Linked DNA regions of Mus musculus: region 1 is linked to region 2. The links are chromatin contacts, called in public promoter capture Hi-C maps. All regions are on one chromosome and are shown on one strand. Each heading gives the region's core, a stretch centred on a gene start, on an enhancer-like site or on the middle of the called end of the contact. The rest is flanking DNA. Distances are from core to core; before and after follow the strand shown.

What was found. Promoter capture Hi-C pulls out the DNA fragments that hold promoters and counts their contacts.
Region 1: a contact with region 2 is called in a promoter capture Hi-C map of liver, with 4 times the contacts expected there. The contact joins the promoter of 2410004B18Rik here to the enhancer-like site in region 2. A contact is called at or near these places in 2 of 39 promoter capture datasets (hippocampal neurons and liver) and 6 of 115 datasets of contacts at active chromatin or transcription factors (acute myeloid leukemia, astrocytes, bone marrow-derived dendritic cells and 3 more).

Annotation. Positions count from the first base shown.
Region 1 is chr3:145,936,136-145,939,520 of GRCm38.p6, reverse strand. 2410004B18Rik (RIKEN cDNA 2410004B18 gene) reads right to left here and starts at 1,507. Exons shown (of 3, transcript NM_025555.5): 1 at 1,193-1,507; 2 at 425-623. The coding sequence starts at 1,462.
Region 2 is chr3:144,696,632-144,700,172 of GRCm38.p6, reverse strand. It overlaps Sh3glb1 (SH3-domain GRB2-like B1 (endophilin)), which reads left to right. Exons shown (of 9, transcript NM_019464.3): 6 at 2,706-2,795; 7 at 3,219-3,319. Among named protein-coding and RNA genes, the nearest start is that of Sh3glb1, 22 kb to the left of the region's middle. Within about 2 kb of position 2,007, at least 60 of the 459 cell types and tissues checked have an H3K27ac peak or open chromatin away from gene starts, as enhancers often do. A contact at or near this core is called in bone marrow-derived dendritic cells and liver, where this site is marked.

The sequences.
Region 1 (3,385 bases), core at 258-2,757, 1.2 Mb before region 2:
GCCTTCAGTGGGTCACAAATGCAGGACAAGGACCCGCGAGCGAGTTCACACCCGCCGCTCTAATAAGGCATCATACCCAGAGACCTCTGAGACTACTTTCAGGCAGAATCCTTACAAACGGAGCGGAAACGTGGGTTGCTGGCACACACCTTCAGTCCTAGCACTGAGATACTGAGGCACAGACAGGCTGGGCTGGCCTCACTCAAGAGACTGGTCTACATAATGAGTTCCGAGAACATTCAGGTTACATAGACCTTGTCTCCCCCCAAAACAAAACAAAAAACCCGAACGATCGAAAGACCGTTAGCATCCAAAGACAATTTCTGGGCAAGCCTTCCAACTCACTAGGCTGTAAACCTTGTCCGGAAGGATTTTCTTCTTTCTGAGTGCTGAAATCTTAAACAACAACACTCCTCTCTCTTACCTGATTCCACTGTCTCCTCCCCTTCAGGCAGAAGCCTGGCTTTCTTGGCGTTCTGTGGGGCATCGTCTCCATTGTCTTCATAGATATTCGACCATTTGATCGCCATGTCCAGCTCTGGCGGCGGCGGCTTCTTCTCAGTAGTGTAGGTCTCTGGGGGCGGCACGCAGTTGGACTTCCAGATCTTGAACTCCTTTGGAGGCTGTCGAGTAAGCACATTAAGAAACCCTGTGACGAACCGAGGTTCCCGCGATGGATACGAGCGCATGCACCTCCCTGCTCATCATTCTGGCTGACTTTCCTCTTTCTTTCTTTTTTAAAATCCTTTAGGCTTAAAAGACACTTTTTTTTTTCCATCAACATCACAACACTGTTAGGTGAAAAAGTCAAAGGGTTCCCTGGATAAATAAAGCTAATAACTTTTAGTTACCAAAGGAGGATGCAGTCCCAGATACTACGGCCAGGCTGACCCCTTCAGGAGGCTGCAGCAGAGACGCTGTCTTGGAGGCAGCAGCGCAGGCACTTCGGCGTCAAAGGGAAGGGGTCTCGGGGAGAAGCTGCAGCGGGGGGCGGGGAGTCACCACCGTTAGTCGTCGCCCGGCTGGGACCCCCGAGCGCGGAGGGGCGGGCCCGGGCTGACACCCCCCGGGCTCCCGGGGCCGTGGGGACGCGCGGCGCGGCGCGGGCTGAGTGCGAGCCGGGGGTGGGCGAGCGGGCGGAGGGGCAAGCGGGCGTCGGGCCCCGGGGCGGCCGCGGGGCCGGGGATCTCACCTCCTCCGGCGCTTTCACCACATGCCGCTCCCAGTCGATCTGCTTGTTGAGCGGGTTGTAGAGGAAGGCCGGGCGGGTCACGCTGCGGAACAGCTCGTCCGGGCCGGGCAGCCGCTTCTCCGCCTGCTTCCCGCGGCCGCCCGTCGTCGGAGCCGAGGCCGCCTCCTTGCGACCCGCGTCTTCCGGCTCGCTGTTCTCATCCGACGAGTCGGAGCTGCTGCTCCCGTAAGCCGCGAAGTAGCTCAACGGGTCCTTCTCTTCGGCTGCCATGACGGCCGCGGGTTCCCACCCTCTCTCGGCCGGAAGCCGGAAGCCGGAAGCCACGGCTGATCCCGCCCCCCAGGCTGGCGAGTTATCCATTTGCGCCCCCTAGCGGCGGAGCCGCGCTCCTACTCATGGGCGGAGATTGGAAGGATGCTGGAGGCGGGGATTCCACAGCCCTCAAGCAAGTTATTTATTTGTTTTTTCTTAAGGATCTCTGGGAAAAAGCAGCGGGAGCCTTAGGATACCCGGAGGGAAATCAGTGGCCACAGTCACACTCTGGGCTTGTAATTTAAAGCAGAGAAAAACCAAACATGCATACCTATAATCCTAGGCAAATTTGAGGGCCAGCGAGGTGCATGTAAGTCCTTTCTTAACAGCTAATACAGTGCAGGAGACGTTGTCTACCAAACAGTAAGAACAAGCAAGCAGGGGGTGGGGGCGCACACTTCTAACCCCAGCACTTGAGAAGATGAGACCGGAGTATTGCCACAAACTAGAGGTCAATGGTGAAATTTTACAGCCCCCCACCCCAAGTTGGTACCATTGTAAATATTTAGATCCCAGTTAAAAATGCCTGGTCAGAGGTGACATAGTCATTAATAACTTGCCATTTGGTCTGATTCTTATCTGCTAAATTCTACAGAAAAATACGAAGTCTGGTAATGGAACGGGCTAGACTGCCTTGTTCAGGTTTATATTCCTAGTATTTATTTTGGTGACCGTCCCTGGAGTACATCAAGGAATATTGCTGGGTTGTAATTTCTGAGATAATAGGTCTGAGTGTTTCTAGAAAAACTTCCTTCCGTCCAAGTACCTAGACTTGACAGAGATACAATTGTTCCCAAAGTACAAAGTCCTGGGTTACCCAAATCATCCTCAGATCTGACATCATTAGCAAATTCAGGGTCCCCTCACGCACCCTCCAGCCTGGTAATGTGACAAAATTGTAGAACCCGCTGAAAGCTGAGTAACCACGTGTATATAGCTACAGTTTACTGCAGCAAATATAGCATAAGTCCAACCAAGGGAAGATGGGCGAGGAGCGGTCCAGAGGAGTCCTCATTCAGAGCTTCCGGTTACCCTCCGGAAACATGAACCAAATCAGTGCAGCTCAGGAGGCAGAGCTCGCTGCCTGGTACTGGGTTCCAGTACCAGCACCCATATAAACTGGGCATGGTGGTGTGTATTTGTAATCTCAGCGCGTGGTGGAAATGGGGTGAATGTACAAGGCTCCGACACCCGTGGCCGTGCTTGTTTATATAATGAGTTTGGGGAAAAACCATAGGGAAGGTACATGGACAAGTGAAACCCCAGGATGTCCAGGAAACTTTAGAGTAGCATCAAGATGCTGGGCTGGCAGAAGGCTCTTAGATGGGGTAAAGAATCTCTAGCATTAAAAATTTAAACTTGAGAGCTGGAGAGATGGCTCAGGGGTTAAGAGCACTGACTGCTCTTCCAGAGGTCCTGAGTTCAATTCCCAGCAACCACATGGTGGCTCACAACCATCTGCAATGGGATCTGATACCCTCCTCTGGTGTCTGAAGACAGCTACATTATACTCATCTACATAAAATAAATATTTTTTTTCGAGACAGGGTTTCTCTGTGCAGTCCTGGCTGTCCTGGAACTCACTCTGTAGACCAGGCTGGCTTCGAACTCAGCAATCCACCTGCCTCTGCCTCCCAAGTGCTGGGTTTAAAGGTGTGTGTCACTACTGCCTGGCTTAAAATAAATAAATCTTAAAAAGAAAACAAAAAGAATATTTGGCAAGAAATAGCAATGGGTTCCTAAAAACTAAAGTAACAAAAATTTTTTATTTTTTACAAAAGCTAAACTCGAGAGAGAATAAGGAAGGGTAAGAGAGGAGACTGGAGACTGCAGAGTAGGTACAGAAAGGGGACCACAGGGAGAAGGGCACAGCATGAGCCA
Region 2 (3,541 bases), core at 758-3,257:
ATTTTGCACGAGACTGTAGGTTCTCTATGATAGGTCAGATTTCTCCATTTGAGGAAGCTGCTTTTCTTATTTGTAGAGTTATATGATTGTTAAGTTGGTAGTGTTGATACATATAGAAGGCAGACTTCATGATATACTCAGCTATACTGATTTAGATTACTACTGTGTTAGTTTGTAAGGGAGAGAATATGCCATTTAAATTAAAGCACATTTTTCTGTACTAAGTTGTAGGAAATGTTCAATTCCAACTTTATTTCATGCTGTATATTTCTCTCTAATTTTTAATGCTGGCTAGATTTGGGCAGAGGAAGTGACAAAAGTAAGTAAACCTTAAACGCCTGGATCAGGAACCAAATGTCATTGTCATTGAGTTAATAGACACTAGATGAGCAGATGAGCACCGGCCTGGAGCCACTCATCACTGTGACCTGTGTTACAAACGTGGGAATTACGGAATTATCGAGTGTGCTACTAACAGCAGTTCCGTACAGCACTAGAATTAGGCCAACATGAGGAGTCCTAGACAAGAGCTAAGCAAGTGCTATTCATACAGTGCCTTCCTAGAAGACAGGTGAAGTACTTGAGTTATTTATTGATAGTTATTTTTCAATGATATCTTAAATGTAAAGATAATAAATATTGTGGCCCCTTGTCTTCAGAGACCTGGGTTCGAGGAAACTAATGGTGGTCTCTTGAGCACCAAACTGACTTTTTCTGTCACTTTTGTAGGAATAGCCATAAAATGTGTAGTTTAAGGCTGTATATATACAGCATAGCAAATATTTTATTTATAGTTAACTTCATAACTACAGATATCCATCATTATACTATGTGACAATTGGGTCTTTTAATTTTCGTCCTTCCCTTTAGTGTAATACTGTTGCTTGTAAAAGTGTCTCTCTGCCTGTGGTCAGCTGTCCTTCTGCCTGTGGTCAGCTGTCCCTCTGCCTGTGGTCAGCTGTCCTTCTGCCTCTGTTACTGTCTTTTACTTTCTCTTGGCTGGGAAATCAAGTTATAACTCAATAATTTAAAGAAGAAAATGATAGTAGTGTAGATTGACTTGGAATGTTATTGGGGTCTTCAGACATTTGTCATGGGCTCCCCCCATTTACTTGCAGGCCTACCAAAGTCTGCATTCCAAACGAGGGTGTTAGCAAAGAGGACACGTGGGAACTGTGGCCTCAGACACTTAGATAGCTTGATAAGCCTTACTGGTATCACGTATAAAACTACAGACTCTACAGTGTGTTCCAGGCATCGTTTCTAGAACTATTGGCTGTGTGGTTTGTCAGTACAATAACTGTGGTCCACCCTGGCTCCTCATTGTTTTTGAACCTCTGACATGAAAAGAAGGCAAAACAATGTGTGAGAGAATATAAGCTGAACCATAAAAGCAAGATAAAAATACCATGGCCAAAAGCAACGTGAAGTAGAAAGTTAACATTGGCTTGGGGTTCTAGAGGGAGAGTCTGTCATAGCAGGGAAGACATGACATGGCAACAGGAGCAGGAAGCCAGCTGGTCACATTTCCATCTGTCATAGGAAGCAGAGAGAGAGAGCAGAAGGGTTAAGGTTAGGGTTAGGGTCTTGGATAGGATCCTAGAGCAACTGATCCTGTACTCGATTGTTAACTGGTTCATGGGCCACTTCTGTTACAAGGATCACCAAGGTAAAGACGGCTATGGAAGGAGACGGTCTGACCTTGCCTTATGACATGTGGGAATGGTGTTGATTGTCTGCGTATGATTGATTATTTATGGTAGAATCTGTCACCTGCAGTCATTTCCAGTTGTGGGATTAATCTCTGAAGATTTATTTTTTTCCTCCTCACTTTACTACGAACTACTTCTAACCACTTTGGATCTGTAATGCCAGTATTTAGGATATTTAGATATTGTTGCTTTCTCTGTGAACTGTTTTGTTCCAGCACTAAACAGAAGTCAGTACTACTTCTCATTTCCAAAGTCAGCAACTTCATCTTGGGAACTGGAGAAAAGCCCCAGTGAGGGTATTTATATCACGTAGATCAGGAGGTTAGAGCACTTCCTTTTTCCTTTGAAAAGAAAAGGGTGTACTCAAGACCAACTCTAACTGGCAGAAAAACTCCAATCTTAATGATGCTAATGACTGAACCCTATTATGCATAACTTAGGGAGAAATCGTAAAAGAAAGTTAGGGTATAGGACCAAGAATCCCATGAAGGAAGCCAAGAGCCTGTCTTAGTAACAAGTGTTGAGTAACGAAACACAGAGGTGGGAAGCCTGTGGCTTTACTCTTTAACCTTCTATTTGAACTTGAAGACTACTGTTAAAGTGCCAAAGAAAAGCACACAGTAATAATTTGGAGTTTTAAACATAATACTGCTTTATACTTATAAAATGTGGTACTCTTATGATTTTGTAAAATACTCAATTCAGCAAAATACTAGAAAAGGTACAAAGATATCTTGACAGTCATAATGTGTCCAACTAATGCTTTGGCATGGGTCGAGTGCTGATAAAGGATGGGTTGTGTCAGTTGTGTTTGGTGACACAGGTAGGTCTAGAAACTCAAAAACAGTTAAGACATACACAAAAGAGTTGGTGTATCATCAGACTCTAATTTGGAGTATATTGGGAATTTCTTTCTTTTCTTTTTTTCATTTTGGTATATGTAAAGTGGACTGAGTCTTCTATTGAGAGCCTAACAGTATGTTATAATTTCAGTCTGAACAGGAATTGAGAATAACTCAAAGTGAATTTGATCGTCAGGCAGAGATTACCCGACTCCTGCTTGAGGGAATCAGCAGTACACACGTGAGTGTTACATCATTGCCCCAAAAAAAAAAAAAAAAAAAAAAAAAAAAAAAAAACGCTGAGACAACCCCAGGCAGCTAAGGAGGAGCATGTGCAGGCGAGAGCTTCCTGTGGCATTTACCTCTCAAGGAAAGCTGAAGAGAGTTTACAAGGATCTGAAGAAATGTGTTCATTTTCTCTCACATCTCACCACACATTTTACACATTGCATAAATTTTCCTGCTGGTTTCTATTGGCTAAACAAAGTTTGTCAACATATTGTTCACCAGTAATTCATCTTAGTAAGTCTGATAGGAGTACCCCAGTAATAAGCTTTACAGTAGGTTGCCACCGCTGATTCTCCCTTGTGACAGTGTTAGCCTTTGTTCCCCTTGGCTTGTAGCACTTGAACTTCTGAGAATGACCGTAACTTTTCCATTGCAGGCCCATCATCTCCGCTGTCTGAATGACTTTGTAGAAGCCCAGATGACTTACTATGCACAGTGTTACCAGTATATGCTAGACCTACAGAAGCAACTGGGAAGGTAGTGTCTCCCTTTCTATGTGAAAGTCATGATAGGGGGAATAGGCTCAGTGGGGAGCACTGGCTGGGCACACACCGCAGCATGGATCTGTTACTGCAACACCAAGCTGGGAAGCGAAGCAAGAGAGTCCACTTCCCAGGCCAGCCAGCAGGGTCAGGAGGGAGGGCAGCGGGAAGTGGACTGAATGAAGCAAGCATGACACCTGTTGTACTAAAACTCTAC